Regions from separate parts of the Mus musculus genome. Here region 2 is linked to region 1. A link is a contact called in public promoter capture Hi-C data. All regions are on one chromosome and are shown on one strand. The core of a region is the stretch at or near the end of the contact, and the rest is flanking DNA. Distances in the headings are between cores, read along the strand shown.

Region 1 (6,077 bases), core at 934-3,433:
TGGGCTGATGCTGCCATGGCAACCCACTTGGTTACTGCGATTATTTGGACAATTGTTCCAAGTCTGGGACATGCCAGCCAAAACAAGGATGTCTGTGGACCCTGAGTGGGGTACACAGCCTAACCCCAGAACCATGGAGAGCCATGGTCACCTTGTCCGTCTCTAGTACCCTTTACACTCCTGCTTTTCTCAGAAACAGACACTGAGTGAGTACAGAAATGCCAAAATGTAAAGCAAATGAAGCCATGGTACAGATGCAGAAAAGGTTATACCAACATCCAGGTCTGACGGGTGAGGAGAGCTGGCCAGAAGGGGGTGCTGGAGAGATGCTGGGGGGGGGGGGGATATAAGCCAGCACAAAGGCAGACGGACCTCCGGCCCAGGCAAAGCTTACCCTTCTCTCTGCTTTTAGGTTCGTCCTAGCCTGGCCTCTCTGGTCCTTCACTGATGTTGTATAGCCCAGACTGGGACCAATTTAATTCTGTGCACTTAATGTCCAGTGCAGACCTGACAACCAGCCAGAATTATTAATACATTGATTAAAATTCATATAATGAACACCAGACCCTGCTACCTCCTTCAACATTAATATGTCTCAGTGAACTCAGTTTACCCACCTATGAAATGGTAATATTATGGGAAAGCTCTGGGCAGTTGAGAAGGGGAACTTTTCCTTTTCTTTTGGCTTGCAACCTACCTCTCCCCTTTACAGGATAGAAAGCAGAAGAAGTGGGCATCAGGAACCTTCCAATTCCCCAGTTGATAACATTTAGCCATTTTTGCTTTATCTCTTCCTTCTCTTGGTGTCTATACTTGTGTGCATATAATTTTTACTGAACCCACTCGAATGGAAACTTCAGCAGACACTTGATGTTGCTTTGAAATTTAGGCTGCATTAAGCCAAGGACATGGGGCTGAAGAGATGGCTCTGAGCTTCAGCTCTTGCTACTCTTGCAGAGGACTGGAGAAATTCAGGTTCCATCACACACATGGTGGCTCTTAACCGGCTGTAATTCCAGATCCAGGGGTTCTAGCGCCCTCTTCCGGCCTCCGCAGAATAGATACCACACGGTGCGCAAAACATACATGTACGCTATACATGTATACACTCATCATACACATAATATAAAAAGAAATAGATATTTTAAAATGACATTAAAAAAAAAACAAGGACAGGCCCCTATATACCACAATAACTACGATCACAAAAGAGGCCCGCAGATAGATCTATGCCAGTTCCTAGACAGCAAGGACAACATAGTGAGACAGGTCTGAAAAAACTGAAAACAAAATTACTCGGTTTTCAGGACCAGTCAGGGAACAACACGAACCTATGCCCAGTGTGGAGCAGATGCAGACATTAGACAGCTACTATCCGGGAGGGTGCAGCCACTGCCCAGCCACAGGAGGCAGATGCAACAGGAAGCTGGGACTGCGGGTGGGAGGGTGGCCGCTGAGCCTCCAGAGACCCAGAGCTAGTACTCTGTGGACACAGCGCTGTGACCCGTCTGTCTGCAGCTACAGTTTGAACACCAAGTTCCAACTCACAATCTCCTCACATCCTTACTGTGGGCGTTTAGTAGCTGGTTACTGTTGATGCCACGTTGTTGTTTGAGATGGGATCTCATATCCACAGCCAAGAATGACCTTGAAGTTCTGGTCTTCTTGCTTCTACCTCCCTACTGCTGGAATAACAGGTGTGCGCCACCAGACCGCAGACAGGCCAACCCTCTAACAAATGAGGAAATCTCCCGCCACAGTAGCTTTGTTTTGACATGGTTTCGGGGAGCCCAGGTCCTCAAATGTGCTATATATTCAAGGACACCTTGCCTCCACATGCTATGTGCTGAGGACTACAGGTTTGAGACACCACTCATGCCTTTAATTCACTATTTCCTTGCCCATTATTCAAAGTTGCCATGCTGCCTTTGACTCTTTTGTCTCTTACTGTTAGAGGACTCTAAAGGGGGAAGTGAGTAATGCAGTCTGAATTTGAGAATTAGACGCCCACCTACAGACCGGACCGGTGCAGCGTGATCTGCCTCTGCTTAAAGAACCAGACCTCTTGGGGGCGAGGGTGGGGTGAGCGGTCCTGGGGAAGTTGGTAGCCGGAAGCTTCTGCCCGCGGTGCCGAATGGTCCCGCCCCCTCGCAACGGACTCAGTGTCCTTCCCTAGAGACGGGAAGCACTGAAAACTTTGCTGTTTAGGGGAGCCGGTAGGTCCATGAGGAGGCGGGATGATCGGGTTGGGGAAAATTCATTAAGGTGTAGAAGTGAGTGGACACGGAGGAAGCACTCTTAAGATCACCATTCCCCCTCTCCCACATCCCCTACAGAGCCTTGTCGGGGTCGGGCTGTGGGAATAGTGTATAGGAGAAGGCACTTAAGGGCCTTGCTGTTAAGACCTAACAGCACAATGTTTGGGGCTCGGATCCTTCTATGCAGGGAGTGTGTGACTCAATGCCCCCCTTCTACCAGACACCCACCCATTCTCTCTCTTTATCTGAGTTGTTACAGAGATGGGCTTCATCCCTTCCTTTACAAACCCCATTCAATTATTTGTTGGTTCACATAGTCACTCAGCAAATGCATTGTGGGGACCTTCTGCGTTCCCCGTGGTAAGTACCCAGTTTCCAGAGAACAGTGTTACTTGAAAAGTCCTGTTCAGCAGGCAGGGAAGAACAAAGTACCATATAATTTCAGGCTGCGTTCAATGGTGCAAGAAGCTGTGGGCACAGAGCCAGTTTTCTCAGGTGACTACATCTGAAGGATGAAGGAAGCCCCAAGCTTGTAAGAGAAATGACCAACTCCTATGCTGCTTTCTGTGTAGTCTCAGCAGAGGTAGAGACTTCCAAAATCCTTTAAAGTTCACATTCGTTGCCAAATGAGAGCTTGCATTGTACCCTGAGATTTTCAAAGGGATGCAAGCGCGGGTACTTTTTGAGTCCGCAGATGGATAATTTGGAAGCCCTCCTGCTCAGGTCCTCCTTGGGCAGCTATTTTGCACACATCTCAGGGCTTCTCCATATACCTCTTTGGACCTGAGTGTCCTTGTTTGAACCGTTGAAGGTGGTAGTGATGGTGGTGGTGGTGATGATGGTGGTGATATTGATGATGGTGGTGGTGATGGTGGTGGTATTGATGTTGGTGGTGGTGATGGTGGTGGTAATGATGGTGGTGTTGATGATGATGGTGGTGGTGATGGCGGTGGTGGTAGTGCTGGTGGTGGTGGTAGTGCCTGTTATGAGGACCACACACCTCTGTGCTCCCCAACTCCCACACTCGTTCAGCCAAGTGGTTGAGCATGTGGGTGCCTCTTGTTGACTGTGAAGCATTGGCCAGGTCATAGGACCTTTTGAGGGTTTATCTTCTCGACTCTGAGAAATGAGAATAATCTCAATTTCCACATAGGTTTTAAATGGGATTGTGTTATGAAATGAGTCCACAAGCCCGACAACGCTGTTCCAAGTTCTGGACCTGCTGGGACCAAACCTGCCATCTCAGCAGCTTCTTTCCTCACATAAAGTTGGAGGGGGGGGAGTTCCCAGGGTGACCAGCAGCAGAGGCCTTGCTGTGAATCATGTCCTCTCTCGCACTAGCCACACTCATTCCCAGGCCTAGGCCCTGTCACCCATGGTAAGACGACAGAAGTTTGTCTTTACAATTCCTGCACATGCTGATCTATGTAGGTGCCCAGCGGGGTTCTGAGTCTGCAGCCCATGTTTCCACCTTCCCTCTTGGGCTGTGTTAATGAGTTCCTCCTACTACAACCTGCTCAGAGAGGGAGAGAGGAGGGGGGAGGGGGAGGGAGAGGAGTGGGAGGGAGAGAGAGAGAGACAGAGAGAGAGAGAGAGAGAGAGAGAGAGAGAGAGAGAGTTATTCCCATGTCCCAGCAAAGCAGGCCAGACATACTGAATATACTGACTGGAGAAGCCAAGACTGAAACGCTTTCCTATGGAGATGGGACCCTGAACCCCAGCTGTCTGTATGCTGGTTTGTTCAAAGATGCTATCTGTGGGTTTACAGGATGAGGAAGCTGGACCTCAGGGAGTCATCTTTTCTGTTCTGTTGTCCTGAAAGGGGCAGTGAGAGTCACACAGGTAGACTTTCTGTTCTGTTGTCCTGAAAGGGGCAGTGAGAGTCACACAGGTAGACCAGACTTGGTCTTACCTTTAGTATCTGCCCTAGGAGGCAGCTGGTCACCAGGAATGGGTGCGGGTAGTTTCCCACAGGGAGGCCTGTCAGGTCTGCCTATTTAGAGGATGGTGAGCCTTTATGCAGAGAGTCTAGGACTTCTACTAGAGACCCACCTGCCTTTGCCCCTCAAATGGCTTCCGGGTCATCGTCTTGTACTTAGACAGTGTAGTTGCAGATGCTGCAACTGACTTCTGGGCTGCGGTGCAAGGTTGGTCCATGTAGGTCCACCCCACTCCCTGTGGTAGTATAGATGAGATACTCTGCCGCAGTGTAAAAGAAGACATGCGCCAGTCCCACTGAGAGTGGACCACCCCCAATACATCCACGGCTGGCCAGCACTGCAAGCGCCTGCTTGCTTTGTCACTGTGTGTCGAGGAGGTGACAGAATGAGATGAGGGCTCACCAGCTCAGAACTCTGTTTCTTTTGTGCAGGGGAGATGGCTCAGCGGTTATAGTGCTTGCTGCACACACGGAAGGCCTTGAGTTCAGGTCCCTAACCAGTGTAAAAGCCAGGTGTGATGATGTACACTTGTAAATCCAGCACTGGGGGATGGCAGAGGCAGGTGGGTTCCGGGAGCTCGCTGACCTGCCATCCTAACTGAACGGGTGACCTCTAGGTTCCGTGAGAGCCCTCATCTAAAAATAATAATAATGAGGCTTGCAAGATGCCTCAGCGAGGAAAGAAAGGCACCTGTCACGGAGCCTGCATTCAACCCGGAGACCCACGTATTGGACAGAACTGACTCCTAACAGTTGTCCTCTGACCTCCACACATAGGCTGTGGCACATGCACATACACGCATACTAAGTAAATGTACAAAGAATACAGAGAAGTCTGGGGGGATATGGCTGAACTCAGCCCTGGCCTCTCTATGTGTACACACAGCTGAGCACATCCAGACACATATGGACACATGTTTATACAGAACACACACGTGCGTGCGCACTCATGATTTTTTTTTTATTGAAATTTTTATTGAGGTAACTGCAGACATTCTTTTTATTCCTGAGCCATCCTTAAGTGAAAACCTGTCATTCCCCGCACACTTATCTGATTTACTGTAACATTCTCCTGCTTAAAGGATTGCTCTTGATGATAATGTTTTGGGGTAGTGAAAAAAGCAGCAGTAGTTTTGGAAGGACTTGCTAATAATGACCTGCAAACCCTTCTCCTCAAGGTGGTAGATGTGCCCAGGGCCCAGGGCTACCTGCTATTCCCTTTGTGAAGACAAGAGGGTATGCATTCCTTGAGCTGAGCTGACCCTCTAAGTCAGGGTCGGTGGATGCCACTTTGTGGCTTATAGGAGGATCTGTGGGCCTATGGAGGGCTATATTTGGCCTACTATTGGCAAGATCACAGAGTCCTTTGATTCCTGGGTTATGGGAGAGATGGAGTGGGTAAGCACAGGTGTGGGATGGGTATCGTGGCCTTGTGCCCACATGGAGGAGAAGAGAGCCCGACAGGTCTGGGCTGGGGCACTGGACCTGGTTCTGACGCTATGAAAACTTTTCACTGGACAGGTGAGCTCTGAGTCTGCCCCTTCATCTCCCACAGCAGGGAAGGCAGGCCTTGCTGGCTAACTGAAGGGGAAGAGTGGAAGGTGGGGAGGCACTGCATTAGAGGCATCTACAGAGTTTCCTTCTCTCAACCCTTGACTCTCAAGGAGAGCCATTGTCCCCTGTGGGACTCCTGGCATTGTCTGTCCTCTTGTGCTCCCCATGAACAGAAGACTTGGACTTGAGGCAGAGAGGCAGGTTAACCCATCTGTGAATCATGGTGTTAACTGGGCTGATTCAGAGGCTGTCCGAGTGTAAACGATACTGACTTTTCCTAGGAGCTCTGGCTGGGACGCCTCTCTGAAGAACAGCATGGAGGAGTG
Region 2 (5,952 bases), core at 2,752-5,251, 1.1 Mb before region 1:
GCCTAATTAATTAAGTAATGCTGAAGCCTTGGGACTCTCCCAAAGGCAGCACACAGGGGAGGGGTTGGTGAGGCCTGAGAACGTTCTACCCCACCCCCATCCCCAGTGCTGGAATCCAGAGGCTCCTGAGTGTCATTGGAACTAAAGCCTGCACTTAAGTGCTTCCACAGAGACAAAGAAATCATAAATCAAGAGCGGGCAACCCCGCCCACGCACTGCTAACCACCACGCCAACCTGCTTCTCCAGACACCCAGGCAGTTTGCAGCTCAGAAATGAAGCCAGAATAGGCTGATCTCTCCCTCCACAGCAGCACCTACAGACCCATGACCCCAAGAAGGCACTGCTGCAGAATGGCTGCTCCCACCCTCTCTCCAGACTCCCCCACCCCAGAACTTCACACTCTCTACCCACTCCCCACAGCACTGATTCATAATGGAGCAGGTTTTTGGTTTATCAGACTAAGGCCACGGTGTGGCCACTGAATAAAATGAGAAGAAAGGTTGTCATCCAAAACCCACCACCCACTCTGAAGCTGTTAGGTGATAATGAAGCTCACTGAGTACCCAGCATTGAGCCCTGAGACCATGTGGTGAGTTCCTTGTTGTGTGCTGGCTGGCCCTGTGGCCAGGAGATGAACATGGAAGCCAGATCTGACCAGGATGAATTACTTCACTACGGTGTCCCCAACTATAGAAGGGTAATATGAATGCTGATAATGTGATTAAATGAGTTACTACATGCTTATCACACTGCCTGACACATTTCTAGCTTTTTTTTAATAGATCTAATAAAGAAACACCTCCTTTACTCAATCATCTTATATGTATCCTGTAGTAACAATTTCTACATTCTGAATGAAAAGGAGAAAAACATGCTTCTATTTTTCCTCCAAGACTGGATAGGAAATTTCCTCTTGCATATGAGTTATGCTCAAATACAGAAGTCTCTGGAAAGGAGTTTGCCAAGCACCAGTATGAGGGAAAAGCCACAGGCACAAAAACACGGCAAGGACTGGCCGGCCCCTGGAAGGCTTCCAGCAGCAAACCGTCCAGCACCACGGACAGTTCCAGCGAGCCACTAGGCCTGGAAGGGAAGTTGTCCTTCTGGCCTGGCACATCTGGGAGAGGGAGCCTTTTGCTGAAGGGGGTCTGTCTTCCCCTGACTGTGACCCCTGTATCCTTCAGATGTAAAAGCTCTGCCTTCTTATTTGGGAGCTAAAGACCTGGAAGAATCCAGCCCATTGCCTTCCTCACTCCAGTTTTTATGCCTCTTGCCCTTACCCTGCCAAGGTGTGCCACACTGCAGATGGAGTGATAGAGGCATAATGAAACACAAAGAAAAGGGAGGTGGCATGAAGACCATGAAGCAGGTCTTAACAGCCTGGAACCAGATGTGCCAGGGCATAAGAACAACTTCCCTGTGGGGGGTGTGATGGGGGCAGATAGCATCTTTGCTGTACCAGGATTGAGGAAGGATGAAGTAAGAGTATACCCATGGCCCTGGCACAGAACAAGTGAGTCCGCATCTTGTCATAGAGGAATGGAGGAGGCGAGAGTTGGGTGTGAGTCCCAAAATGAACTGGCTTCATTCTCAGGAACAGCTAAGGATTATTATGTGGGCTGGAGAGCCAAGAGACGAGGTCTGCAGCTTGCTAGGACTGGGAAGTTTATTTTTTGGAAGATTCTACTGTCTGTTAACCACTAGAGAGAAAACTGCTGCCTCCCGTGTCATCCTGCCTCCTGATTTTACTCAGACGGCGCGACAATATATGAATAAATAATCGTTACCATGTAGGGTGTGGAATACCTCTTTAAAAACCATCAGTGTAGCTTTTGTAGAAAAGTCAGAGGAACCCAGAGTATTCTTAAACTAGAGTGTCTGGAGAGCCAAGCAGGTGACAGAGTACATGGAGCAAGCTGAGGGAAAGCGAGTCTCTGGAGTATGTGCTATGAACAAAGGCAGTGGGATAATATTTAAAGTCGTTTTGCTGCACTTTCAGCAGTGTGAATTTTGGTAACCTCTTGATGAACAGAGGCCAAGTGGGCCAGAGGTAGGGCAACTGTGACTTGCCCAACATTATCCAGAGCCACAGCTGTCCTCATATTTAGGCTTCTTCCCTCATTTTAAGGGCAGCTGGGCCATCACAGGGCATGTGACTGGGCAGCTCTCTACTTAGGTGAGTCTCCTCCTTTCAGGAGTACCTGTGTACGGGGTTGAGAGGTTGGGCTAGACCACTTGAGTGCTGCCTTCTCTCCCTGACTCTGGTCTCTGTCACATCATCTTGCAGCTGGCATAAGAAGAGAAGCCAACTTTCCAGCTCTTTCTGTATCTTCTACCAGCTCGGACAGAGACCAGGCTCACAATGCCTTCCCACTCGAGGGATAAGCCAGAGAGTCAGGATGGCCCTGGTGTCTGTCTGCTCTTCACAAGACCCTCCACTGTGACATGAACACAGGGCAGAGCATGTCACAGCAACAATGGCAAATACTGATGCTTCTCATCATGCGTGTACCACACCCTAAGCTGTAGGTACTCCATTTTACAGATAAATAAAGGGACAGTGGGGGCAGAAGGAGAAACAACGTCTCCCTTGGCACTGTTATCTAGTAAGTGGTAGCTCTGGAAGCCATCCTATTTGTCTGCCTCTGGAGCCCAGATCACGATGTCTCCTTCCCGGGTGGGAAGCCCAGTGGAAGAAGCTAAATCCGAGGCTAGCTTGGGATCTGAAGGCTCCTGTGATTCCGCAAGACAGGGAAAGTCCAATCTCAACGTCACCACCACCTCCAATCTCAGCTGACTGGCATCCTCTCTCCTTCCAGTCTGTGGACTGGAACTCGGGCCTCACGTGCCATCTAGGGTCAAAACTCTTCTGAGGACACACTGGGCCCAACGCATAGGCTGATCTGTTCAGCCTGTCGCCTGCAAATCAGGACGCTCAGCGTGTGCAGCCCTCCCGGAAGGAAGGTGAGCCTTCCTAAGCCTCTACTGACAGCAAAGCTGCAGAGGCCCTGCTGCGTGAGACCCAGAAGCTTCCACGCCACTTGTGAGCCCCACTCAAGACTTGGAGGCGGCCGGGGTGGGGGTGGGGTGAGGAAATGCAGAAAAGTGGGCGGAGGCTCTCAAGAGCAGAGGGAGGGTAAGGTCTGGAGAGAAGAGGGCCAGGGAGGAGTTAGAAAGAGGAGTGGGAGAGTAGAAAGGAAGGGAAAATAGGCGGAGCTGGGGGGGGGGGGGGGAGAGACCCGCGCCCGGAAAGCCGAAAAGGAGAGGCCAGGTAGGGGGAGGTCAAAAAGTGTTAGTTTTGACTTCCAGGACCCTGGGTGCAAAGAACGACTCCTCCTCTCAATACTCAAACCCTTAAAGACTGGAATTAGCTGCTAAGACTTTCTGCCTAAGGGCAGGTGGGTCGGAACCAGACCCTGAAGGCTCTGTACCTTCCCCCTCCCTTCCCGGAGGAGGGGATGAGACGGGCTGGGGGCGGGATTGAGGAAGGGGGTTGCTTGCGCTGTGCCTCTGGGTCCCGGCTGCGTGTTCCAGCTGCGAGAACAGATGGAGGCAGCGCGGCTCACCTCGGGGGCTCCGTGCCCGCTGTGCGCCGAAGTCCAGGCTGAGGAGGAGGTCTAGAGCCCCCGGCTCTCCCGTCTCCCACCAGGCTGCGGGGAACCGGCTGCCGCACCCCTCCTCCCAATTGGGGGAACCTCACCCCTATAGGTCCCAGAACTGGGGGAAACATAGGGCCGGTTCCTTCCACTGCTCACCCATCCCCAGGGGCTTGTCTAGGACTACAGCTCGCCAAGATCCCCTTCCCCTTGCTCCCAACCTGGAAACATCTCGGAAGCGGACCCCTGCCCGGACGCGCCCCGCCCCCGGCCCCCGGCCCCCGCCCCGACGACGTCCTATTAGCATGAGCGACGCCAGTGGCCCGGGCACCACTCGGGGGCCGAGACTCACCGCGTCATAGCCCCAAGTGGAGGGAGAAAAAAAAAAAAAAAGAGAGGCGGCGGTGGAGGAAGAGGCAAGAGCGGACGCGCGGGGAGGGCTGGAGAGACGGCGGGCGGCGGCAGCATGCCCCTGGGCGGGTGCACACGGCCTCTCTGCGCGGCAGGGGCTGCTCCTGCTCTCTCTGGGCACCGCGCGTCCAGTCTCCCGCCTCAGCCCCTCGGCTTGCCGGCCTCCGCGGTTGCATCCGAAACAGCGGCAACTGGTCCCTGGAGCATCTAAGAGCAGCGGCGCCGCGCGGGACAATCCTTGATTTTTTTTTTTTTTTCTCCTGAGCTCGGGGATATGAACCCCACAGCCACCTGAAGCACAGGGGGCGCTACGCGGCTAGGACCGCGCCCCCGAAGTACCGTACCCTAGCCTCTGCACTGCGGGACGCCGACACCCGACTCCGGTGGAGGCATCTTAGGAAGAGCAGCGGGTAGGGGCATGGAACCCACCGCGCCAACCGGTCAGGCCCGGGCGGCGGCCACCAAGCTGTCGGAAGCAGTGGGAGCCGCGCTACAAGAGCCCCAGAGGCAGCGGCGCCTGGTGCTGGTCATCGTGTGCGTTGCACTGTTACTGGACAACATGTTGTACATGGTCATCGTGCCCATTGTTCCCGACTATATCGCTCACATGCGCGGGGGCAGCGAGAGCCCTACCCTGATCTCTGAGGTGTGGGAACCCACCCTGCCGCCGCCCACTCTGGCTAATGCCAGCGCCTACTTGGCCAACACCTCGGCGTCCCCGACGGCTGCCGGGTCGGCTCGGTCAATCCTGCGGCCTCGCTACCCCACAGAAAGTGAAGATGTGAAGATAGGCGTGCTATTTGCCTCCAAGGCCATCCTGCAGCTTCTGGTGAACCCCTTAAGCGGGCCTTTCATTGATCGCATGAGCTACGACGTGCCGCTGCTTATTGGCCTGGGCGTCATGTTCGCCTCCACAGTCATGTTTGCCTTTGCAGAAGACTATGCCACGCTCTTCGCTGCGCGCAGTCTACAAGGCCTGGGCTCAGCCTTCGCGGACACGTCTGGCATTGCCATGATCGCCGACAAGTATCCCGAGGAGCCTGAGCGCAGTCGTGCTCTGGGCGTGGCGCTAGCCTTCATCAGCTTTGGAAGCCTAGTGGCGCCACCGTTTGGGGGCATCCTCTACGAGTTCGCGGGCAAGCGTGTACCCTTTCTAGTGCTCGCCGCCGTGTCGCTCTTCGACGCACTCCTACTCCTGGCGGTGGCTAAGCCTTTCTCAGCTGCGGCTCGGGCGCGGGCCAACCTGCCCGTGGGCACACCTATCCATCGCCTCATGCTAGACCCTTACATCGCTGTTGTAGCCGGAGCGCTCACAACTTGTAACATTCCCCTTGCGTTTCTCGAGCCCACCATAGCCACGTGGATGAAGCACACAATGGCGGCATCCGAGTGGGAGATGGGCATGGTTTGGCTGCCGGCTTTCGTGCCACACGTGTTAGGCGTCTATCTCACCGTGCGTCTAGCGGCGCGCTATCCACACCTGCAGTGGCTGTATGGCGCTCTCGGGCTAGCGGTAATCGGAGTGAGCTCTTGCGTCGTACCTGCCTGCCGATCCTTCGCGCCCTTAGTGGTCTCGCTCTGCGGCCTCTGCTTCGGCATCGCGTTGGTGGACACGGCGCTCCTACCCACGCTCGCCTTTCTGGTGGACGTGCGCCACGTATCAGTCTATGGCAGTGTCTATGCCATAGCTGACATCTCCTATTCTGTGGCCTACGCTCTCGGGCCCATAGTAGCAGGCCATATCGTTCACTCACTTGGCTTTGAGCAGCTCAGCCTTGGCATGGGCCTGGCCAACCTGCTCTACGCACCGGTCCTATTGCTCTTGCGTAATGTGGGCCTCCTTACACGCTCGCGTTCCGAGCGCGATGTGCTGCTTGATGAACCGCCGCAGGGTCTGTACGACGCGATGCGCCTGCGTGAGGTGCAGGGCAAGGACGGCGGTGA

Evidence for each region. Promoter capture Hi-C pulls out the DNA fragments that hold promoters and counts their contacts.
Region 2: a contact with region 1 is called in a promoter capture Hi-C map of embryonic stem cells, with 4 times the contacts expected there. The contact joins the promoter of Slc18a3 here to the promoter of Dnah1 in region 1. A contact is called at or near these places in 2 of 39 promoter capture datasets (embryonic stem cells and stem cell-derived epiblast-like cells).

The regions. Positions count from the first base shown.
Region 1 is chr14:31,320,002-31,326,078 of GRCm38.p6, reverse strand. It overlaps Dnah1 (dynein, axonemal, heavy chain 1), which reads left to right and starts at 2,183. Exons shown (of 78, transcript NM_001033668.1): 1 at 2,183-2,216; 2 at 6,033-6,077. The coding sequence starts at 6,067. It overlaps Gm35823 (a long non-coding RNA gene), which reads right to left. Exons shown (of 3, transcript XR_001781209.2): 3 at 5,138-6,077.
Region 2 is chr14:32,462,899-32,468,850 of GRCm38.p6, reverse strand. Slc18a3 (solute carrier family 18 (vesicular monoamine), member 3) reads left to right here and starts at 4,001. Exons shown (of 1, transcript NM_021712.3): 1 at 4,001-5,952. The coding sequence starts at 4,427. It overlaps Chat (choline acetyltransferase), which reads left to right and starts at 2,942. Exons shown (of 16, transcript NM_009891.2): 1 at 2,942-3,044.